Linked DNA regions of Mus musculus: regions 1 and 2 are each linked to region 3. A link is a contact called in public Hi-C and HiChIP or PLAC-seq data. All regions are on one chromosome and are shown on one strand. The core of a region is the stretch at or near the end of the contact, and the rest is flanking DNA. Distances in the headings are between cores, read along the strand shown. Region 1 has its middle 76 kb from the start of Gm4710. Region 2 has its middle 31 kb from the start of Gm4710. Region 3 holds the start of Crim1 (cysteine rich transmembrane BMP regulator 1 (chordin like)).

Region 1 (2,700 bases), core at 122-2,621, 2.3 Mb after region 3:
TGGTCAGAGCAGTCTCTGCAGGCAAGCTCTCCTCTTTCAGGGAAGGTGCACAGTTATCTGGTGTTTGGACCTCCTCCTGGCTGAAGAAGAAGGCCCAAAACAGGATCTTTCCCAGAAGCTGTGTTGCTTTGGCCAGGAAGGTGGCCGGTTGTCTGGAGCTGAAGATGGCGCCGCCTCAGAAGTTCAGTGGCTCTCGCCTGTCCCAGAAATGGCTGGCCTCTGTATTCCACACCGTCACCTGTGCAGCCTGCCCTCCGCGGAGTCCCGGAGCCAAGGAGGCTCCCGCCGGGGCCTGAGGCACAAACCTCTCGGGCTGGCGGACCCCTGTGCACTCACCAGGAAGGTGGCTGGTTGTCTGGAGCCGAAGATGGCGCCGCCTCAGAAGCTCTGTGGCTCTCGCCATATATATATTCTCTTAGAGATTTTTGAAATGGTAGTACATTCTTATTAAGGACAGTCACCATATCCCACAGTGGATCTCTTGCATGTAATTTTTCTGTCTAGCTAGATGTTATAATCTTTGACACTCTTTACCCCAGCCCACCCTCTAGTAACTGTCCTATTTTCTACATCTATGTAATTAACATTTTATCAACCATATGTGTCAAGACATAACCCAGTTCTTTTTGTGCCCGTCTTACTTTGCTTAATACTAAATGCCTCAGTTTCATTCATGTTCTAACAGAAAGATAAAGAATTCCTTCTTTGTAAAGTCCACATAAAGTTTCCTTTATCTATTCATGCACCAATGTACATGTATGCTCTCTCCACAGGTCGGCTATACTGAAACAGTGGAGGAAGTATCACAAGACCACAGGAAACACTCAGAGATAGCCTATTGTAAATAAGACTTATTGAAGTTACTGACTGGAGGGCCAAGTGGAAGCCAAGTGAATGAGTGGCGTTTCTATCCAGCCCTCCATTCTCTGTACTCATTCTCCACGGAGGAGGTGGCTTTGACATTCTCAGAGATGGTAAGCACAGATAGTAGTCACTGTTTGGCCAACATCCCAAGGAGCATGAACAATGGTAGGGCGAGCCTCTTTTCTCCATATAAGTAAAACACTGTGCTTTTATTCCAAATGTACATGTGTGGAGTCAGTATTCTTTCAGATAACACCTTCTGGAAAATCCTGCCGAGGCCTCTTTCCATGATGCTTATGACCCAACTACAGCTCTGGAAATGGAAAAGAAAGTTTCAGGAACCCAGATGAAAGGACAGCAACTGTAAAAGCTTCAATGGCCAGAAACTGGGGTATATTATATGGCTATTTATATAAAGCCTTTGAAATATCAGAAGTGATTCATCTGCATTGTTCTGTAAATAATAAGAACCACCCTCAAATGAATCACAAGACTCAAAGTCACACATTACCATTATGACTCACACCAAAGGATCCTGAGTAACAGGGTGAATGCCGTCAGCAAGACTCATCGGAAGCAAAAAGGCCCACAAAGTATTTTACTTTTTTTTTTAATTAAAGAATTGTACATCAGCTATGCTCACTGTAGATATACTTAAAATAGCCAACTGAAAAGGCAGCCAAACTACACACACTTGTTTCTGACTCGGTGTTATCTAAGCCTATACAGAGGACATCAATTGCTTCTCCAGACACTAAAGATTTCAGGTTCATTTTAATCCCAAGATTAAAGGGATAGAAAAGATGCTGCGAGATCTTCAAGTTCATCAAGATTAGAACTAAATTGCTCCAAAGAGAACAGAATCCAATCTCTTTAAACTCTGTAGAGGGGATATTCATTATCCGTTGTGACCATTCTCACTGTTGAGTCCCATTTGAATTCTTCAATGTGATCCTCTCTTAAATCATCCCTGCTGATATTTTCTGTCCAATATTATACAGCAAACAAGCATGGCTTCAGTTCTTTTGTGAATGAGTTCCTTAAGATTGGTGCAGGGAGAATATAGGTGACCCAAAGCCTTTATTCATTTACTCAGCACTTTATGAGCATTTCTCATGCTACCCATGCTGTAGTTATTGTACAAAATGAAAGAATATGAAGATTTCACTTGTGAATTGTGAGCTTAAGAAATGACATCATTTACCTTGGGAGTATATTATGGTTGGGAAACTGCTTTCATAGTAGTAATAGCATCCAGACCTTTTAAAAACCTGCAAATAGTTTCCCAAGATTAGTCTATTAGTAAGATCATCTAATGCACAACAAAGGAAGGACACCTTTTACATCGGACCATAGCTTTCAATTTCTTGCCTTAGGCTCTCTCGATTATACAAGTTGGAGAAATAAAAGCAATAAAATTATACTTTGATACAAACTGATATGAATTCCATTGATTTATATAGTTCAAGTCACCCATCTTACTGCCCAAACTGCTCATCCTGCACACCAAAAGTAAAAATAAATCTGAAGTTCAAAAAGTACTATGAGGATTCCAAACATTTCATGAAGAATTGAAGGACAGGACACAGATCATAAACTGTGTCTTAATAAAATTATTAGACACTTTTCCTGTGTGTTCTCTCAGCTATATAACCACTCTGGAGACCTATCTGTCACCTAGATGCCTTTTTCTAACTTATTTCCCTTCTGTTTTCTTTCACTTTCTTTAAGGATCATGCATGCAGTCTGCTCCAAAATTCACACTGCTTACAGGTGACTCTCATTACTATAGACACCTCTCCTGCCATCCAGTTCCTATTTTGACCCAGTTGCTTT
Region 2 (2,700 bases), core at 72-2,571, 2.3 Mb after region 3:
TCATCTCCTCTGCAGTGCCCTCACTTAGGCTGCCTGCTAAGGTTTGACAAAGTAAGTGTTTAAACCTAGCACATGGCCAAAGGGGTGAAAGCTACTCCCTCTCATTTTTTAAATAGCTAAGTGATTCACATTAGTGCCATGGAAGGTCCAGTTATATTAGCAGGTGTTGCCGCAGATTAATCTCAAATAGGGCAAGAGAGAGTTTAAAGAAACAGCCTCCTCTAAAAAAGTCTAAACCAGAACACAATTGAAAACAGGACAATGGATTGCAATTTTGTGTTTTAAAGATCTCATGTCCTTTTTTTTTTTTTTTGTATCAGCCTTTAAAATACTGTAAAAAAAAAAAAAAGCAAAAAAGCTATGATAAATGAAACAAGAGAGAAAGGAAGCTTTTATCTAAATTTAGAGACATTATGTCCACCCATCATAGACATAGATGTTTCCATTGCAACATTGCAATGGCTTAAGGGGTCACTGTCCTGTTAATATGGCCCATTTTTAGAACTCTGTAGTCTAAGGTACTTTGTAGTAATTATCCATAAAAATTCTACTCTCAAACTCACTAATTGACCAAATGTAGAGATTTGATCATTTCTTACTTGTTCGCCATAATTATGATAGGAAATATTTGCATAAGGTAATGGCATCAGAATTATTACATTAAAAGCTATTTTTATTAATTGTTAATCGAATGGACATTAGAAACAATCAACAGTATTGGTTTATAGATCATTGTCAACTGCACTCTAAGGGAGGCTTGCAAAATCACAGCATCTAGTCAAAATTCACCTCTGTTCATTTTTTTCAGTTTTTTAAGTTTAGAAAATCTAATGATCAAGGTTGTACAGATAAATAGAAATGTTCAACTACTCCTCTAACTCTCAATACCTAACCTACTCTGCCATCAGGCATGAATTCACCGTCAACTGTTATGTCACATTGAAATGGTTAAATCATGCCCTGAATGCTATTCTTTGTCTATCAGGTAACTGGGCCAATCTCTGTACCTGAGCACTCTGTTTCCTTCACATCGCTGATGGAGTGTGGATTCAGTTGATTATATCTAGATTTGCCCTCTGATTCCCCTACTTAAAATAAACATTCCACAGATAGGGAAATGGAGACGCTCGGGGAGCTGAGCCAAAATAATAAAATCAGGGCTGGGGAGGTGACTCAGTGGATAAAGTGCTTGCTGCCCAAGCTTGAAGACTTTAGTTCAGCTGCCCAGAGCCCATATAAAGCTAAGCAAGGTAGTATGTGTCCTCAATGCCAATACGCCTGTGGTGAGGTGGTAATTCCAGAATCTTTCAGGCCAGCTACCAAGGGCTATGCAGATGTGGATAGCAAACAAAAGAAAAAGACTCTGTCTCAAACAAGATAACAGGTAAGGACTAACCCTTGAGGTTGTATGCTCATTTTCACATGTATACTGTGGGACACATGCCTACATTGACAAACAAATGCAGGCTCGCATACAAATATTTACATACATACATACATACATACATACATACATACATACATACATGTACACACTTAAACACACAGATTAAAGGTATTAAATCATAAAAATCACAAGACTGTCTAGCATGTCCACGGTGGGAATGGGAGCAGCATTCAGGTGTTTGGTCCGTGAGGTCATTTCTTTATTCTGTTCTCTCTACTGCCACCATCCTTTCCCCACATATGACCACTCTCTTGTATGAAAGCCAAGCTTCCTCCATGACTTCTGCAAAAACCCTTTGTTTGCTTTCTTGCTTGATGACTAAGCACAAGGATGGGCGCCAAGTCAGTTCAGGACTTATGCAATTGAAACCCACTCAAGACTGACACAACCCACGTTATTATGGCTGAACAGCTAAACTCAGAGATTATGATAAAAAGAGTCCCCCAAAATGAATTATAGTAAAGCAATGGAGATTTCACAATACATTACTATTGACTTTTTTCTCTAATGACTGACTTTGTTTGTAGCATTATTGATCTAACTTCAGTCCAAAAGCAATTCACTAGAACAAAGACTGTTTGGTGTCCTTCTGTAGATACAGTTAACATCTTTCTGTGGCTCACTGTGGCAACCAGTGGCCAGAGCAGCTTTCCCATGGAACTCCAGTTTTCATAGCATACACCCTTTTACCTGGATCAGAGGTAGAAAGGATGATTCTGTTTCGCTGCTCTCAGAAGAAGGTGTACATAGCTACTGCACTAATCCACCTGGGACTTAGAGGGCACAGGTGGCTAAATTTGGCCCATTATGTTCACATCCATGTCCACACCTTGACAAAGGACAACAGTATCTAAGTCAGAAATCCAGGCAGGATTGACTGGTTATTTTTTTACTAAGGTGTCAATTAATAAGATATCAATAAGATAGAAAGGTCTCAGTTGGGTTTGGACTTTTTCTGATGGTTCTGCAGATGGGCATCCTTCCACTTTCAGGTCCCTACCATTTGGCTATCTCCTTCTCCAGTGCAGCAACACCACATTTAAGTCCATGTGATTTCCTTTGTTGTCACCAGGGAGAGAAAGCCCTGCTTTTTTTTATTAGTTATTTTCTTTATTTACATTTCCAATGCTATCCCAAAAGCCCCCCCATACCCTCCCCCCACTCCCCTACCCACCCACTCCCACTTCTTGGCCCCGGCGTTCTCCTGTACTGAAGTATATAAAGTTTGCAAGACCAATGGGCCTCTCTTTCCA
Region 3 (2,700 bases), core at 61-2,560:
GGAGGTGAAGGAAGAGCGCAAAGAAAAAATAGTAAGAGTCACATAGGGAGTGCAGGCTGGAGCACAGGTCTACTCCGCTATCAGAAGCCGGCTGCGCGGACTGCGTACGCCCTCGGTGCCACACTGCGCTATGCGGGCAGGGCAGCAGGGGCGGACTCCCCGAGGGACTTGTGCGTGCCAGACTCCGCAGTGTGCCCCCGCACAGGGCACCCCTGCCTGGGGCGAGAAAGGCCACCCAGTGTAAGCCCTAATCACCGCACCTGTGTGTGTCTATGCGTGTTCGGAGCTCACCCACGCAACCCAACCTCGCCCGCCCCTGGGCAGGCATCTAGGGCACCCTCCAGGGGACAGCGACCGTCCCTCCTCCCCGGGAACCCTCTCTCCTCTGGGAAAAGTCTCAAGCAAACTTTGTTCCGCGCCCGCCAGGTGGGAGGGGGCGCGCAGCAGGGCAGCCGTACCTTCGCAGACGCCCACTTCGTACTCGGTGATGGAGTCGCCATTGAGCGGGGGGCGGATGACACAGCGCAGCCCCCGGTCGCAGGCTCCATGGAGCCCATAGGCTCCACCGCAGCTCTCGTTCCTCTGGCGGGCGCACATGTAGCAGCAGCCGCAGACGCCCTGCACGATGCTTCCTGGGCAGCTCCGAGGCTCCTCGCACTTGGACTCGTCACAGGGCAGGCAGACCAGCGCCCGGGTGCCTGAGCGCGCCAGCAGCAGCAGCAGCCCCAGCAGCGAGACCGAGAGGTGCCCGCAGCCGGCCAGCCCCCTGCCCCCCGCCACCAAGTACATCCTCCTGCGCCGCCGCCTCCTCCTCGCAGTCGGGCCGGGAGCGGGGCGGGCGCCCTCCCCTGCGCGGGGCACACGCGCCGCCGCCGCACCCGCAGCCCGCGGTCCTCGTGCCCCACTAGGGGCCCCCGGGGCGCTCCTCCCCTCGCGGGGCGAGGCCCCCGCCGCCCCTGCGGGCCGCGCCGACCCGGAGCCCACGAGCGTTGGCGCCAGCGGCAGCGGTGGCGGGTGGCTTCCCCTCCTCCTCCTTCTCCTCCCGGGCGGGAGGGGGAAAAGAGGAAAAAAAGTTTCCTCTCGGCAGCTCCGGTTCAACCCAAACTTCTGGCGGCGGCGGTGGCTGCGCACCGCTCCGAAGAAGGGCTGGTGGCTCCTTCTGGTCCTCCGCGCTGCTCCTGATTGCCGGGGAAAGACGACGGCAGCGCAGCCTCCGGGCCGGTCCCCGCCTCCCGAGCCGCCGAGTGGGCGCGGTGGCTCAGCAGAAGGTCCGTGGCGTCCGTTCCTTGTGCCCGGCTCGGCTCTCTCCCGCGCCGCTCCTCCGGGCGCTTGTTTATGGCTGGAGCCTCCGCCGCTCCGGCTGCGCCCTCCCCCATCCTACCTCATTCCCCCCCCCGCCCTCCCCGCGCCGCGCGCTGCTCATTGGCTGCCCCCCCACCCTCGGGCCGGCCGGCCCCCTCCCCTCCCCCTCGCCTCCCTCCGGGGCTGCCCCGGCCCTTCCTCCCTCCACGCCTCCTCCTCCTCCCCCTCTCCTTCCTCCGCAGCCCGGCACCGAGTCGGCCCTGCTGCCGATCATCCGGGCTCGGGGCCCGGCCCCGCGAGCGCGCTGCGGCCGGGGATCTGAGACAGTCGTAGCGACGCGAGCCCCCGCCGGCACCGGGCCACGAGGGCTAGCTTTGGAGCACCGGGGGCGGGACGGCTGCACCTCCGGGTGGTAGTTTTGAGTTCAGAGAGTGGCGGGGATCCTAGCCGGAGCTGTTGCTGCAGCCTAGGCTGGGCACTGGCCGGATCGAACCCCAGGAAAGGGAAGCGAACGCGTGGAATTTCCGCAAACTGGACGAGAATCCATCTTCCACTCGAGCTGGGAATAGACTTTGTAAAAGATATTATGTAATGGAGTCTTGGAAACCTGGAGACATCTCCAGGGAAACTGCTGGTGGGGTTGAATGCTTTAAATGGTCTAGGTAAATATTCTGAGCTGGGACAATGTTGGGGAGGGCTGCAGCTTGAATTTTAATGATCCACCTTCTGTATGTCTGTGTGGAGGTGCTGTATCATGGGAGGGGTGACTGGAAAGTAACAGAGCTTAATCCTCTCTGGAGTAAGGCTCAACACTAGATTACAAGTCTTGACATGACGCTAGGCTGGAAGAGCCTAGGCATCCTTACATGCCACCTGACTGTGCCGTTTTGTTTTGTTTTTTCAGGCTCGCGAGCTAAAGAGGCGTGTTTCCCTTTTCTTCCTCCCATTTTTCTTTCCTAAAAGATTTATCACGAATGTATTAATAAAGAAGATGGGTGGTAATATATTCTTTGTGGCGAGACATGAAACAACTGGAGAGGAGCTGTGCACATGTGGAGGATTTCTCCTCAATGATTTCAGAGATTCTCCCAGTGATAGCTCTGATCCCTCATCAGGAGAGAACCAGTGGCCCCGTCGATGTTTTCTCCGTGCCCCCTTACAGGAGTATAAATAAAACAGCCCAAGGAGGGAGGGGGGAGTGATTTGAATCATTATGTAAAACCCGCCTGGTGTTGGAGCAGGTGTGAAGTGGGCTTGGCTGCCTGTGCATGGTCTTGCTGCAGATAGGTGGCAGCTAGTTAGATCAGGAGCATCATGACTAATGAGCCAAAAGTTAATGGCACCAGTACAAGGAGAAAGGACACAAAGATGCCTTTGGAATTTTGTTTGTGGGACAGA

Evidence for each region. Hi-C and Micro-C count contacts between places; a contact is called where the count stands out from the background. HiChIP or PLAC-seq counts read pairs in DNA pulled down with a chosen protein or histone mark.
Region 1: a contact with region 3 is called in an H3K27ac HiChIP or PLAC-seq map of embryonic fibroblasts, with 34 times the contacts expected there. The contact joins the enhancer-like site here to the promoter of Crim1 in region 3. A contact is called at or near these places in 5 of 39 promoter capture datasets (cranial neural crest, frontonasal cranial neural crest, hippocampal neurons and 2 more), 4 of 484 Hi-C or Micro-C datasets (adipose-derived mesenchymal stem cells, cortical neurons and embryonic fibroblasts) and 4 of 115 datasets of contacts at active chromatin or transcription factors (astrocytes, embryonic fibroblasts, embryonic forebrain and 1 more).
Region 2: a Hi-C map of embryonic fibroblasts shows a contact between it and region 3, with 3 times the contacts expected there. The contact joins the enhancer-like site here to the promoter of Crim1 in region 3. A contact is called at or near these places in 8 of 39 promoter capture datasets (the 3T3-L1 cell line, the C10 cell line, cranial neural crest and 4 more) and 1 of 484 Hi-C or Micro-C datasets (embryonic fibroblasts).

Annotation. Positions count from the first base shown.
Region 1 is chr17:75,935,477-75,938,176 of GRCm38.p6, reverse strand. No RefSeq gene overlaps it. Among named protein-coding and RNA genes, the nearest start is that of Gm4710, 76 kb to the right of the region's middle. Within about 2 kb of position 1,371, at least 45 of the 459 cell types and tissues checked have an H3K27ac peak or open chromatin away from gene starts, as enhancers often do. A contact at or near this core is called in adipose-derived mesenchymal stem cells and embryonic fibroblasts, where this site is marked.
Region 2 is chr17:75,890,837-75,893,536 of GRCm38.p6, reverse strand. No RefSeq gene overlaps it. Among named protein-coding and RNA genes, the nearest start is that of Gm4710, 31 kb to the right of the region's middle. Within about 2 kb of position 1,321, at least 12 of the 459 cell types and tissues checked have an H3K27ac peak or open chromatin away from gene starts, as enhancers often do. A contact at or near this core is called in embryonic fibroblasts, where this site is marked.
Region 3 is chr17:78,198,858-78,201,557 of GRCm38.p6, reverse strand. It overlaps Crim1 (cysteine rich transmembrane BMP regulator 1 (chordin like)), which reads right to left and starts at 1,310. Exons shown (of 17, transcript NM_015800.3): 1 at 459-1,310. The coding sequence starts at 789. It overlaps Gm32282 (predicted gene, 32282), which reads left to right and starts at 1,533. Exons shown (of 2, transcript NR_168063.1): 1 at 1,533-1,964; 2 at 2,207-2,308.